Regions from separate parts of the Sus scrofa genome. Here region 2 is linked to region 1. The links are chromatin contacts, called in public HiChIP or PLAC-seq maps. All regions are on one chromosome and are shown on one strand. The core of a region is the stretch at or near the end of the contact, and the rest is flanking DNA. Distances in the headings are between cores, read along the strand shown. Region 1 overlaps SLC1A2 (excitatory amino acid transporter 2). Region 2 overlaps PDHX (pyruvate dehydrogenase protein X component, mitochondrial).

The links. HiChIP or PLAC-seq counts read pairs in DNA pulled down with a chosen protein or histone mark.
Region 2: an H3K27ac HiChIP or PLAC-seq map of alveolar macrophages shows a contact between it and region 1. The contact joins two enhancer-like sites. A contact is called at or near these places in 1 of 47 Hi-C or Micro-C datasets (liver) and 1 of 2 datasets of contacts at active chromatin or transcription factors (alveolar macrophages).

Annotation. Positions count from the first base shown.
Region 1 is chr2:25,617,206-25,624,607 of Sscrofa11.1, forward strand. All of the region lies in intron 1 of SLC1A2 (excitatory amino acid transporter 2), which reads left to right. Among named protein-coding and RNA genes, the nearest start is that of SLC1A2, 17 kb to the left of the region's middle. Within about 2 kb of position 2,961, at least 3 of the 83 cell types and tissues checked have an H3K27ac peak or open chromatin away from gene starts, as enhancers often do. A contact at or near this core is called in alveolar macrophages, where this site is marked.
Region 2 is chr2:26,039,634-26,047,035 of Sscrofa11.1, forward strand. It overlaps PDHX (pyruvate dehydrogenase protein X component, mitochondrial), which reads right to left. Exons shown (of 13, transcript XM_003122869.4): 8 at 1,817-1,991. Among named protein-coding and RNA genes, the nearest start is that of MIR1343, 23 kb to the right of the region's middle. Within about 2 kb of position 3,463, at least 7 of the 83 cell types and tissues checked have an H3K27ac peak or open chromatin away from gene starts, as enhancers often do. A contact at or near this core is called in alveolar macrophages, where this site is marked.

The sequences.
Region 1 (7,402 bases), core at 1,711-4,210:
CTAAGGGCATGAGTACTCTTTGTGGAAGAAGCTGAGGGAGGAAAGAATTAGAGCCAGAGGGTAACTGATCGTTTGCTTTTGGGAGGTTCCTGCAGAGGAGGACGGGGCAGCTCTGGGAGTGCTTGGCCAAATCTTCCTGCAGTCTTCCTGTTTGACTGACCTCACAGCACAGAGAAGGCCAACTCAGAACAGAGGAGAGGAAAAGCTCTCCTTCCTGGACTGCTAGACCCATGCGGTCAACTCTGGTGATCCTTTGAGTGACAGAGGAGGCAGCTACCTGGAGTTGGTTATATTTTAGTGGCAGTTGTTTCAATTTATTCTTTCCATCAGCCTAAGTCTCCCTAGATGGATTTCTTCTCTCTCTCTCTCCCAAATCCTTCATTTGTGCTCTTGTATGTATAGCTCGTGACACTTCCGGGGTCTCATTCTTGGTCCGAACTCTTCTGGCTCTGCCTTTTCTTAGGACACTCCTTGGGCGTTTGCATCCTGCATGTATCGTGGTAACTCGCAAATGTGCATTCCTATTTCAGACCTTTTCTCAAAGCTCCAGATTCATATAACCTACCACCTATTGCACATCTCCATTTGTGCAATGCACAGACATCTCAAAATGACCATGATACAGTGGAACTCTTGATTTTTTTCCCCCACAGCCTCATCCCTACTTCGCACGTTTCTCTAGAGATTCAAAGCCAGAAATGTAGATATTACCCCAGATTTTTTTTCTCTTCCATCAGTCCCAACCTACAAGCTTTCTCTCTTCTATTGCAAAATGTACTGAATGTACCTTTTCTGTCCGTTGCTGTGGCCATCACATGAGCCCAGACAAATGTCATTGCCCCAGTGGAGGCTTCTTCGAAGCCTCTTACCTTTTAGTCTTCAAATATCCCAGGGTCTGGCCCACCTTAGTGCCCACCCTCTTTGTCTGGACCACTTCCTACCCTCCACCTACTGCCATTTGCTTGACTGGCATCCTCTTATCCTGGTGCATCCTTCAGTTCTTAGCTTGAACTCAATCAGCATCTGTTGATTGAATAGTCAGTCCAGCTCAGCCTGGGGATGCAGAGAAGACATCTCAAAAAAGGTGACATTTGAGCTGGTTCCTTTCCAGGAAGCTTGTCCCCATCACACTTATTACAGCATTTAATTGTGACAGAGCAGGCTAAATATTTTCTTGTCTGTCTGCTCACGATCCTGGTATCTCTCTGAGGATCAGGACTACATTTCTTTGTGCCCCAACTTATCATTATTGCGATGTATGTTGGTATAATCGAATTGTCTACTTTGGGAAAGAGACATGCAAGGACATAGAGGGCACAGGGGGATGGCTTTAAGGGGGCAGCTGGACCAAAGTTGAAAAAAAAAAAAAAAAACGTTCTTTCACTTGCTGGAACAAGTCCTCCTTTAAAGTTCAGCTGAACTTTCCTGCCTAGCCGTCAATAACCAGCCTTTTAACTGCAAAGGGCTGATAGGGTTCAAGTAGGTTGTAAGAATAATTAATTGGGCAGCAGCTCATCTTGGGAAGCCAAAAATGTATTTGTCACAGTCAGTCATGGTCCCATGCTGGTGTCTGGAAGAGGTTACAAACTCTTATAGCTGCTGTTATTTTAAAATGCAGTCATGTGGCTCAGTGGTTCATGAACCCGACTCGTATCCGTGAGGATGCCGGTTTGATCCCAGCCTCGCTCAGTGGGTAAAGGATCCAGTGTTGCTGTGAGCTGTGGTGTAGGTCGCAGAGGCGGCTCGGATCCTGCATTGCTGTGGCTGTGGTGTAGGCTGGTGGCTGGTGATTCAGCCCCTGGCCTGGGAGCCTCCATATGCCTTGGGTGCGGCCCTAAAAAGACAACAACAACAAAAAAATGCAATCAAAGGTAATCAGGTAAGACTTTTTTTGAGCCCACTCGCCACCTCTTCCTGCATTTCCCCCCCAAACCACCTGCTTCCTCTCAGCGTGATGTCTCTCTAGTCCTTTTCCTTGTTCCTTGTGAAGGAAAACAAGGAGAAGCTAGCAGGCACTTGGTATTCAGACACAAAGAAGGATGGGGGTCAAAGATGATGTTTAAATTACATAAGTGAATAAATCCAAGGCTCAACGTACAACTGCTTGTGAAACTGATGTAGGAAAAGTTACCAGAAGCTGACAACATTGGTGTAAATTGATGCTTTTTAATGTTTGCAGAGATTCTGAATGTAGTTAATCATTCCCAATAGAGTTCTCTTCTCTGGCTTCCTATCGTGGTCGGGGTAGGGGAAAAATAAAGAGCCAGGGGTCTTAATATGACTTGGCATTGGTATGTATATTTTCTGGCAATATAAATGAGAATGTGTGATATGTCTGTATTTCCTGAAGTGGAGTTTTCTGGAGGTTTCTGGGAGCGGGCTATATGGAGGGGTCCTTGTTGTGTCCTGGTGGGATAAGAGGATAAAGACTCTGCGTGGCATGTTCTTCCTTGACTCTTAGGAAGAATTCTTTTTTTTTTTTTTTTTTTTTTTTTTGATTTTGCATCTTCCTCTTTTGTGGATCCATTTAGGAAGAAGTCTATGATTGGATGAAGGGCCAGTTTCTGGAACCCCTTTTCTGAACCTTAGGAGAGAAAACCTTCAGCTGAAAGTGCCCTCATCATCCTTATGGAAAATGCTAGATTCCTCCTAGATTCAGAACTGGGGCATTCAAACTGCTGTTTTTAATGTGAAAATAGAGTCAGGGCAGAGATGCCATATTTTCTAATTTCCTCTGTCTAGAACTCTTTGTTAGTTGGAGCATCCGTGGATTGTGTTTTTACTTTCTTTGCTTTCTCTCTCCCTCTGAAGACACCCAGTAAGTCCCCAAGAACGTGACCTCCAGATCTCCACACACAATCCACATGTAATTAATTGTTCAATGGTCAGACAGACCCAACAGTTTGTCCAGCAGGGGGTGCTGTGGAGCCTCCCATGGGCCACCTGCAGGGCCAGGGTGATTTTCCTGCTGCCCTGAATCGAGAGCTGGAGGGCAATTGTCTGCATCCCCAGGCCAGCCCCAGCTGTTACCTCCCTTTGGGAAAAGAAACCCAACCGCTTTGACTGTTTACATTCCAAGTGACCTGGAGTTGTTAAAACAACCAGGGGACCGGGGCTCTGGAGCCCAAGGCCACACCTGGGACGACAGGCCTGAGGTTGAGAGCCAGTTGACAGCTGTCACCACCAAATACCACCCTGGTCCTGGGTCCTCACCCTCCCGGTCTTTCTTCCTGAGAGTCATCCGTGGGATTCGAACAAGATTTGGTATGTCCAACCTGGTTGGGTCTGGGTTCTTGGCCGACTTTTTAAAGTGAAGGGGCAACCCTGGGAAAGAAGGGAGACCTTTAATGAGGGAGGAAAAAGACACTTGAGGGCTGGAAAAGTACATTTGGAAAGGGCTGGAAGGGCCCCAGAATAAACAGTGCAAGAATGGAAGCATGAAAACAGATACTCCTCTTTTCAACATGACTAACCAGCCCCCCCAAAGTCCAGCTTGTGTTCCAACCCAGTTGCAAGCAGGAAACAAAATTAAAATAGGCATGAAAATGCTGTGCTTTTGTTACCGGGCTCACTCCCTCAGGAGGAGGCCGAGGAGGAGTCGGGGACTCAGCCACGTGTCCATATGCTGCTTGAAAGAGGATGTTTCTGTTCACTGTTGAGCTGCCAACGGCAGGGAAAGGTTCCTGAGTTTTCCAGGAGCAGGAAAATCATGCTTCCATGCAGCCGTGACTTTTGTGTCTAGTCGGGGGCATTTTAGGTTAACCTTTGAGTCTCTCGTGTCATAGAATTGCAGGGTATTTAGGGAATAAATAAATGCAAGCCGTCGAGGAGTTCCTGTCATGGCTCAGTAGTAATGAACCCGACTAATGTCCATGAGGACACGGGTTTGATCCCTGGCTTCGCTCAGTGGGTTAAGGATCCGGTGATGCCGTGGGCTATGGTGTAGGTTGCCGATGAGGCTTGGATCTGGTGTGGCTGTGGCTGTGGTGTAGGCCAGCAGCTGCAGCTCTCATTCGACCCCTAGTCTGGGAACGTCCATGTGCAGTGGGTTCAGCCCTGAAAAAAAAAAAAAGAAAGAAAGAAAGAAAGAAAATCAGTTGAAAAGTTCCCTGGGTGATTTCTTTACCACAAGAATTTCTGAGTCCTCCTTTAAGAGAAACAGGGCTGGTTTCATGGGTGTGTGATGGGCAGTCACCTGGGGCCCTGGGCTCAGAAGGGGCTTTTCCTGGGTTTCATGCTCTGCAATCACCATCCTTAAACTCTTAATAACAGAGGCCTTGGCTTTTAATTTCACACCGGGCCCCACCTATTAGGTGGCTAGTCCTGCAGGGAAGCCACATATCCACAGGGCCGTGTGAATTTCTGCTGTTCACGGTGATAGTGAACATGATGAAAATGATAACCTTGAAAATATCTGTCTCTTGCATTGCACTATTATGACAATGAGACGCTTTGCATAAAATAACTTCTGGAGCCAGCATTGCATTGTGGTTGTGTATCTGTTTTCATGCTTTGGATGTGTTTGATATTCAGGCAAAATTGCCTGGTCCACGGCTTACTAACAGTATAGCTTCAGGGAAGTTCATTGGCCTCTCAGACTCTTTATCTGTTCAGTAGGGGCAATATCACCACCTGATAGGGCTTTGGGAAGGATTAAGGCAGGATGTGGGTGAAGCACTTGGTAGAGTGCGTGAGACCTGGAGGACACCCTGTAATGACTGTCTTCTTCTTCTTGCAATAGCCTGACTGTATTGCTTTCAGTTTGCTGGACTTAGGCGGGGTTACCCATCCGGCTCTTTGCAAATTAGGTTGCTAACCTTGGTGTGTACCCACAAGTGTGTTTGCTAATTCTTTCTCATAGAGCCACAGGTGATAAGATTAGAAAGTAGGGCCTGGACTTCTTTGTTCTTGTAGAGGTGGTATTTGCACTAGTGGAGATTCGTTTGAAGAGTTTTCTCTTTGTGTGCTTTTAACCCTTGAACTAGTTTTTACTTGTAACACATTTGACTCAAAATGCGTGGCACCTTTTCCACCACACTCTCCGACACCAGATGGGTTTCCTGCAATTCAATTCAAATCAGATCCTTCTGCCTGGAGTTTGTGTCAGACCCCTTAGGTTAAGGGCTCCATCCCAAGAGACTGCCCCCACGTGACTGCAGGTGCCCGTGGCAAAGTTATACTTCTGATTGACAGGCTATAAATTCTGGGAGTTCCCACAACCCCCTCCTCAGGTTTGATGATTCTCTAGACCCACTCATAGAACTCACCCTATTATAAAGCGTGCAATTCAGGAACAGCCAATGGAAGAGAGGCACAGGTCAAGGTATGGGGGGAGGCATGTTGCCTCCCCGCCTCAGGGCACACTTTGATGTGTTTCCAACCCAGAAGCTCTCAAAGCCATCCATCCTTTAGGGATTTCTATGGGGGTCTCCTTATGTAGACACGATGGATCAAATCACCAGCCACTGGTTAGTAATTCACTCTCCAGCTCCCCTCCCCTCCCCTCCCCCAGGGTCAGGGTAGAGGGGAGGCTGAAAGTTCCAACCTCTAATTGTACCTTGGTCTTTCTGATGACCAAGAAAGCTACCAAGGGGCAGGATCCCCAGCCACCAGTCTTCTCATTGGTCTACAAAAGGCACGCTTATCCCCCTGGAGAGTCCTGCCATTTGGGGAGCTGTGATCCCTCCAGGAATCAGGGACAGAGACCAAATATTTATTTTGTATTGTGTCACAATCCTGTACTAGGATGGTCTCCCCAAGCTAGAAGCCTTCTGCTCCCTTCTCATTCAAGCGTTCTGAACGTGTCTAAGGATAAGATGGATTGTTTCAGGCGATGTTGGACAGGGAGCTGGGGGCAGGAGGCCTATCCAGCCTAGGTCAGACTTCTGTCAGGCAGGGGCACCGTGGAAGACAGCCCAGATTTGGAAGGAGGGTGGGTGAGCGTTGCTTCCTCTAACACCGAGGGTCTGTGATGTCCTCTGTGACGTTATCCCCATCAACTCCAACGACTGAGGATTCAAGATTTTCCAGCACCTTAAAACCACCTTTTAAAATAACTCAATGAATTTTATTATATTTACAGTTGTATAACCATCATCATAATTAACCATCTTAAACATCTTATGGGTGTGTGGTAGTGCCACTGTAGATGGCCAAATCATGTGACAGAATGTTACTCTTTTATTGGGTGAGCTGGTTTAGGGGGTAAAAGGAGCCTCTGTGTGCTGTAGGAAAGAATGCTTCTATCTTCCAAATAAAACACAAAAAGTCGTGTCCAGCTGGTCACTAAAATATTACTATAGGGTTATCTTCAAGGAAAATCAAATAGAGAGACTTACATGTTTTTCCCCCCTTTTCTTTGTAATGTTATCTCTGTTAAAATTTCCATGGGATTCTGACTTTTCAGGGATATTCTATATAATGTGTGGCAGGAATAAGCTATATGAAGACAGCATTCTGGAAGACTGGAGAGTTTATCTATTACAAGTTTATTCATTATACATGAAATCCATACTGGTTAGATACAAACAAGATCTAAAAAGTCCATGATACCTATTATCTCATAACCAGCTATAAAAATCTTTAATATTGGTATATTTCATTTGGAGCTTATGCATATTTACATGTCAATACATTTTTAATAAAAGTGGAAGCATGACCTACAGATTGTCTTATAAACTAATTTTTTGCCTTGGCAATGTGTTATGAACATCTATTTATAAGTAAATCTATAAACTTTAATGACTATGTAGTTTCCATTTTGTGGATATATTCTAACTTTCAAAACCAGTCTCCTGTTGTCAGATACTTGTTGCCAATTTTTCACTGTTATAAACATCTTTGTAGGTACAGCTCTGCAAACCCATCTCATTATTGCTTTGGGGTGGATTTCCAGAAGTGGAATTGCTGGGTCAAATGATGAACAAACTTATCAATTTGGCATATATTTCCCAATTGTGCAGTGACTGGGGGTGGGACAGGAGATGGAGAGAATGAATGCAATTGTCTTTTTAAATTGACCTCACTGCAGTATCTATTAATTATAGTCGTGATACAGGATGGCTCTGTGGTTAAGTGTAATTCCTGGCAAAAATGTGAGCCGTGTATAGACTGAGAAATGTCTCTGTCCTGCACTTGTTTAAAAAAAATTTTTTTTTCTGTGTCAGCTTTTCCTATTTCCTGTGTCCTCTTTAACATCCCATGTCAGTCTGTGGAAATGGTCACATGCTTTGTTTCAGAGACTTGACACAAATTGCAGAATGTTCTTGTGATGTCTTTATCTGTAACTGCAGAGAGAGTTAGTTCCCTGGTGGTCTAGTGGTTAGGACTTGGCGCTGTCACCACTGGAGCTCAGGTTAAACAAATAAACAAAAACAAAAAGAAAAACAAAACCCTCCAACCC
Region 2 (7,402 bases), core at 2,213-4,712, 420 kb after region 1:
AAGTGAGCCCAAGGATGAAAACCACATCCGCATGGATACTACTTGGGTTCACAACCCACCGAGCCACAACAGGAACTCCAATAATTTTTAGCACAAAAAGGAATATAAGAAATCTGAGAAGTTTATAGTATATGACTGCAGAAAAAAGCAGAAAGAAGTACTTTTCACAGTTGTGAATGGAACATCCATATGACTATGTTTAAGACCATCAGGAAGAAATCTATCAAATCAGGGGAGTTCCTGCCTTGGCGCAACGTAAACGAATCTGACTAGGAACCATGAGGTTGCAGATTAGATCCCTGGCCTTGCTCAGTAGATCAAGGATCTGGCATTGCCGTGAGCTATAGTATAGGTCGAAGACACGGCTTAGATCTGGCACTGCTGTGGCTGTGGTGTAGGCTGGTAGTTGTAGTTCCGATTAGACCCCTAGCCTGGGAACTTCCACATGCCCTGGGTGTGGCCCTAAAAAGACAAAAGGACAAAAAAGACAAAAAAAAAAAAGGAATCTACCAAATCATAAATAATTTCCTCTCATGGGTGTGCTTATTTGAGGTATCATCTATAAGCCTTTAAGTAGCTTTTGGTACAAAATCGCTTCTTAATAAAACTCAAAGCAATCACTAAATCAACAAAACTACAGGCAATTCTTAGAAAAAAAAATAGCCTACAGTAGAAAAAGATAATATAATACACCAGATAATCTGCCAAATCATTTCTATTTTGGTTTGGAATTAAAAATAAAAAAATCACCTGAATGTCTTATTTTCAAGAAACACAATATAAAGTATGAATGAGATAATAAATCTTCCTGTAAGCTACGTGTTTGAACCTCTAACGAAAACACGATGGACTTTAAGTTACATCTCTTTCCTTCCTTGTCCTTCACTCCATTCTGGGACTGGATTACAATCACTTAATATAAAACAGCCAAAAGTATGGCTGACTTCTTTTTCACAAATGGTCTATCAAGGAATTAAACATGTTAGCAAAGTGCTTGATCAAATACAATAAATGATACCTACATACTGTAAGAATCTGAATGTAAGGTTTATCTGCTGAATTTGAATAACTTCTTTTTAAAAATAAGATTTGATTACTCATGAACTTTTGAGTGTGTAGTCATGAATCATTAATGTGCATTTTAAAAATCTTTTTCATGAACCTTGGACTGTTTTTAATTTTTTTAAAAATATTATATTGGAATATATTTCTCCATCAGAAAAAGCAGTGTAGGTTTACTTATTTATTTTTTTAAAGTGCCATCCCATTTTAAACAAACCTGATTATCCTGCATGTCTTCTGATGGGAAGCAAATGACATAAAAGGTACTAAGAAAGGGAGTCAGGAAAAATGGAGTAATTTGAAAACAAAAAAGGGGCTATTACACCGCATGTATCCAAGAAGGAAAGAATGATGAGCTTCACAGTAAGACTATCAATTCCCTTAGTCAAACAAAACAAAGCAAAACCCTATGTACAAAACAGAGCTGGCATCAACTACCAATTACTAGCATCACACCCAAGAAAAAAAGGACAGGAAAAGTTATCATGATTATAGAGCATACACATGGCACTGAAGTTGTAGAACTTGCAGCAAATTTAAAATGAATCATAATTCTATTTGGAAGTCAGCACTTTACAAACAAACTTGGTTCATAGAAATGTGCAAAACAAAACATTTAGAGTATTTTTGTCTTTATCACTTACAGCTACTATTAAAACAGACTGGCAGAAGTACTTGTAAAACATACAGTAACAGTTCTCATTTTCCCTTTCACTTAAATCTGAAAAATAGCAATCCACTCAGATGACATTACCGCTACATTAGGTTGTCCAGGAATTGAGACTGGAGGGATCATTGGCCGGGGATAGGATGGCGTGGCTGTGGCCTGTGGGGGCAAAGGTGCTGTGGGAGTAGTTGGCAGGGCTGGGCTGGGTCTGGATTCAGTAATCTTGCCCATTTCTTTCAACTGGACCAGTTTGAGAGCATCCCTGGAGATAAGAAGGGAATCAGAGAACCATGATTAGAAACCAAGAATATGCAGGAGAACTTTCAGAAAGTGGAGGCCAGATGTGCAGAGAATATAAAGAAACATATAGATGTTCAAACTATAAAGCCAAACGGATTATTTGAGCTACACAAGAAAATCTTGTCTCTCACCTGTTCTACTGGTTTACATTGTCCAACGGCTACAGAATTTGCACATTTCAAAAACCAAAGAACAAACAGAATTTTATCAAAGTATTGGGTGTAGACAGGTATTTTTTAAAGGAAAATCAGTCTTTTATTCTGAGGGGGTGTCTTTTGGTAGACGAGCAATTCATAAATTAAATTATATCCTCATTCTTTGTACTCGTGAAGTAATTTCCACATAGCATTCAGAAAGTAGGATTACTGCACCTATGACTTTCATTAGGATATTTACTAAATCATTGTTTATTCTAGTGCAAATTAGCTTGCATATGGCCAGGAAATTATGCCATTTAAAATTCTGCTTAAATGCTATCACCACAATCTAATGCAGTAAACAGAACCCACAGCATCATTTAGAATGAAAAATAACTAAACCAGTAACAGACTTGCCTTTGCGTAACTCTGTAAAACAAAAGTGATTTTGGTCATTAAAAAGATATAATTAGACTACTATGTCCAGTTCTCAATCCATTCTAGATTACAGTGGGTATAAGGTCATGTGTTTTCTGAAACAAAACAGCTTTTTTTTTTGAAAATTTTAATCGACAATTCAAAAATACTTTAAAAATGTTTTACATTAAAATATATCTAAATTTTTTAATAAAAAAAGTTTAACATTATCTAAAAACAACTTCAGGGTGACACAAATCTAAAGGCAAATTATATCTTTAAAATTTCTTAAACACAGTTAATGATTTGGTATTATCACACGGTAGGCAGAATTCTAAGGTGGCCCAGTATTTCTGTTCCTGGTGTACACACTCCATATAATCCCCTGAGTGTGGGTAGGCCTGTGAATATGCTGGAAGTCACTCCCATGGCAAAGGTGATGGATTTTTGTAGGAATAATTAAGGTCCAAAATCAGTTGACAGTGAGTTAATCAAAAGGCAAACTATCCTGGAAGGGCCAAACGTATCACATAAGCACTTTAACTTTCAGGAAGTCCTGAAAGAAGAAATTTTGAAAGCCTTTTTTCCCCTTCTTCCTTTTTTGGCTGCTGTTTGGCAAATGCAGCTCCCACGCCGGGGATCAGATTCAAGCCACGGCTATGACCTACACTACAGGTGTGGCAACACTGGATCCTTAACCCCCTGAACTGGGCCAGGGACTGAAGCTGCATCCCAGCGCTTCAGAAACACTACTGATCCCATGGCACCACAGCGAGAACTCCAAAAAGAAGAAATTTGAAGGGAGAAAGATTCTCCTGCTTGTATTGAAGAAGCAAACAGGCGTTTATTTATGAACTGCCTATGGAGATGATGCAATGGCAAAGGCCTGAAGACAGCCTTTAGGAGATGAGAATAATGCCTGGGTTACGGCTAGCGAGAAAACAGGGGCCACAGTCCTAGGAAGTGAATTCTGCCAACAACCATGTGAGCCTGGAAGAGTCTCACCTTCTGGCCCACACCTTGATTTCAGCCTTGTGAGACCAAGAGCTGGAGAATACCTAGCCAGGCTGGGCCAGGACTTCTGACCTAGAGCACCATTAACTATTAGATAATAAATGGGTGTTGTTTGAAGTTAGTAAGTTTGTTGCAATTTGTCATGCAGCAATAGAAAACTGACACAGGCAGAAATGCTCTAGCCTGGGGAGGGGTGTGTATCATTAGAGAGATTTCCCAATATGTACTGGTACATTTTTGAGGAAGGAGGGTCCATGCTTTTTATGTCAGATCCAGAAAGGAATGCATAAACTAACATTAAGTGCAACTAACTTACTCATTTCAAAATTAAAGAGTTGACATTTAAGGTAAGAGGTCACGCTGACAAAAAAAAAAAAAAATCTTAAATGTTGCATCATCCTCAATCCCTAAGTGCTGAACCAAGGAATGAAAGTGTTAAAATGATCCTCTTGTGTCTGTATGGTGGTTATGTTAATGATGTAATCTCACACAAGCCATGTGAGGGAGGTTTTATTACTCCCAATGTATAAATGAGGAAGGAGGCTCAAAAGGGTTCAATTCCATTTCTAAGTCGGTTTCTCAAGCACCCACTCTATTCCAGTGTTGTAGATCTAATGTTAAGCAAAACACTTCCTATTAAGGAGTGTTATTCTATAGGAGTCATATATTAATCAAGTCAACAAATCGATAGTGATGTGCTATGAAGAAAACAAAGCAGAGGAATGAGACTGAAATTGAGAGTAGTGGGTGAGAGGGAAGGCCTTAAGAATGAATACTTCTATGGAATGACTTGAAGGCGCAAGTCTCAAGAAGAGTTGGGAAAAGCATGTATCTAGGTAGAGAATAACAAGTGTAAAGGCAGGGAAATCAGGGCTTCTAAAAACAGAAGGAAGGCCAGAGTGGAAGGAGTGCAGTGAACACAGAGGAGGGGTTTGAAAGATGAAGCTGGAGAGGCAGGCAGCTGCCAGCTGCCAGGGCTGGGACAGACCCAGGTATGGCCAACTCCAAACCCTGCGTATTTGCTGCTATCTTCCTAATAGCTATGCACAAAGTGTGCAGATTAAACATAAACTAAGGCAGAGTTGAGTAATTTTTTCTCATAAGAACAGGCTAGTATAGAATTAAATGAGCATATCTCTGAAACTGACAAAACATTGTAAATCAACTATATTTTTATAAAAAAAGAATAAAAAATTAAAATCTCAAAAAGAAAGAAAGAAAGACTAAATGTCTAAGGGAGGGCTCTTCTGTTAAGGCTTTTGAAAACAACCTTACTTCTGTTTGGAAATTCATTTTTAATTTACTTATGATATTTATAAGCATTTTTCCAGTTAACTGTGATAACATTTACATGTGAAGTAAGTGACTGCCAATACAATTCACGGCCACAGAGATAAAAGTGTAAGCAATGAGTAAAATAAGGCCTTTTACTGATTCAGAAAAATGCTCTCAACAAAAAGTATTTATCTTTTAAGAGCTCTTACAACCTAACATTACTAATTCCCTTTCATCATATAAGGTAATTAACTACATCTAACAAAATCTATTATTAATTTGAGTTTTAAATTGAATTAAAGTTGAACATCAGAATGGCATATCCAAAATACATTGATCTCCTTATACAGGGATTCCTAGTGTACCTCTCAGCGATTGGTTAAAAATAAACAACAACAAAACAATGAAAACTTGAGGAGACTAGAAAATCTAAAATAATGCCTAAATACATGAACTTGAAAAAAGGTTGGTCACACTAAAAAGACACATTTCATTTCACTATCAGTATAACTATTACTGTTTTATCAAGAAATGACAGCTTAGGTTCATCCTTAAAAGTAAGGAGTCATTAGTCATAAACAAGTAGAAAAATCAATTTTGGCTACACGTCTATGGGTTCACAGTAAACTTTTACTGTTGATTTCAGTTATAAAACCTCATAAAGCAGAAATGTTAATTACTGTTCGGTAAGAGTCATAATTTAGTGTCTGTAATTTAGAGAATGATTTTAATGATGTCTGTCCATTAAATGATTAATCAGTCTAACCTTGAAGAAGGAGGTGGACATAGAAAGCTCTAAAAATTAGGAGAAAAACTCATGTTCCATACACTTCCGCAGAAAGACACAGGATTTTTTGGTTGTTCACTTGAGGCTTCTTTACCATATCCTTTAATTCATTTGGGAGTGTTATGGATTAGTTTTAAAAAGAAATATTACCAAAAACACACTAGACACAACTGTCATGTCTACCACTTTTTTTTTTTCCCGTCTTTTTGCCATTTTCTTGGGCCACTCCTGCGGCATATGGAGGCTCCCAGGCTAGGGGTCTAATCAGAGCTGTAGGTGCCAGCCTACGCCAGAGCCACAGCAAGGCAGGATCCGAGCCGCGTCTGCAACCTACACCACAGCTCACGGCAACGCTGGATCCTTAACCCACTGAGCAAGGCCAGGGATCGAACCTACAACCTCATGGTGCCTAGTCGGATTCATAAAACACTGAGCCACAACGGGAACTCCACGTCTACTACATTTGTGATGCTGTTATATGAATACGAACATTAGCTACAACTATGATTTAAGTCATAGATATACCAAAAAAAGTTAGGCTGCAGGCCAAGAACCTACGTGTGTTCTGCTTCCAACAGTGTCCCTGACACTTGTTTTCTTAAAGTACATGTACAGGCAAAAAAAGTATGTATGCTTTTGCACAAAATATATTCTAAGCAATATGTTTGCGCTAATGCAACATTAAAACAGCAACCACGGAATGCCCTTGTGGATCACTGGTTTAAGGATCCGGCGTTGTCACTGCTGTGGCATAGATATGATCCCTCACACGGGAACTTCCACATGCCTTGGGCATAGCCAAAAAGAAAAAAATAAAACAAAAAAAAAAGCAACCGTAACACTTAGGATCTCCTTCCTAACTAAATACAATGGATCAAAGACATCTCCCCAGCCACTGTGCAATGACTTTTCTACTCGTGCTTTCAGTTGGCAAGGTAAGGAGGAAGGATGTCCCTCATTATTTCAAGAATGTGTGTGAAGGTATTTGGGGGCAGCTTATGCCAAAGCCTGCAATTTGTCAATCTTATCAAAAGATGACATTTCTGTAGATAAGATGAGGACATTTTTTTCCAAAGCTCACTTCAGTGTTTACTTAAGACACAGTTATCTTTAATAGTAGACAAGGCAAAAATTCTCAATAATGCATGCTTTAAGGGTCCATTTTTCTCATAGAATCCTTTGCAATATGTCATTTTTTGAAAACAAAAGGTCGACTCTCTTAATGGTAGGGAGCTAAGGAATAAGGACAGGGAAAGGACTGGGTCACAAGAGGAAAAAGATGGCAAGATATTAACAACATAACTCTTTATCAGTCCTTCCTTAGGGTATCCACCAAGATCACACCGTTCAGTCCTCATTAGGAAATGTCAGACCCCATGATAACTCTCAACGTGGGTTTAAAAAAGATATTTGTTCGGAGTTCCTGTCGTGGCTCAGAGGAAACGAATCTGACTGGTATCCATGAAGACACAGGTTCAATCCCTGGCCCCACTCAGTGGGTTAAGGATCTGGCATTGCCACAAGCTGTGGTGTAGGTCGCAGACATGGCTCAGATCTGGTGTTGCTATGACTGCGGTGTAGGCCGGCGGCTACAGCTCCAATTAGACCCCTAGCCTGGAAACCTCCATGTGCTGCAGCTGCGGCCCTAAAACGTCAACAACAAAAAAAGATTATTATTTGTTCATCATCTATGTGTTAAGCGCATATAGAAAGAGAAGGGACAAAGGAAGAAAGCTCTACTTT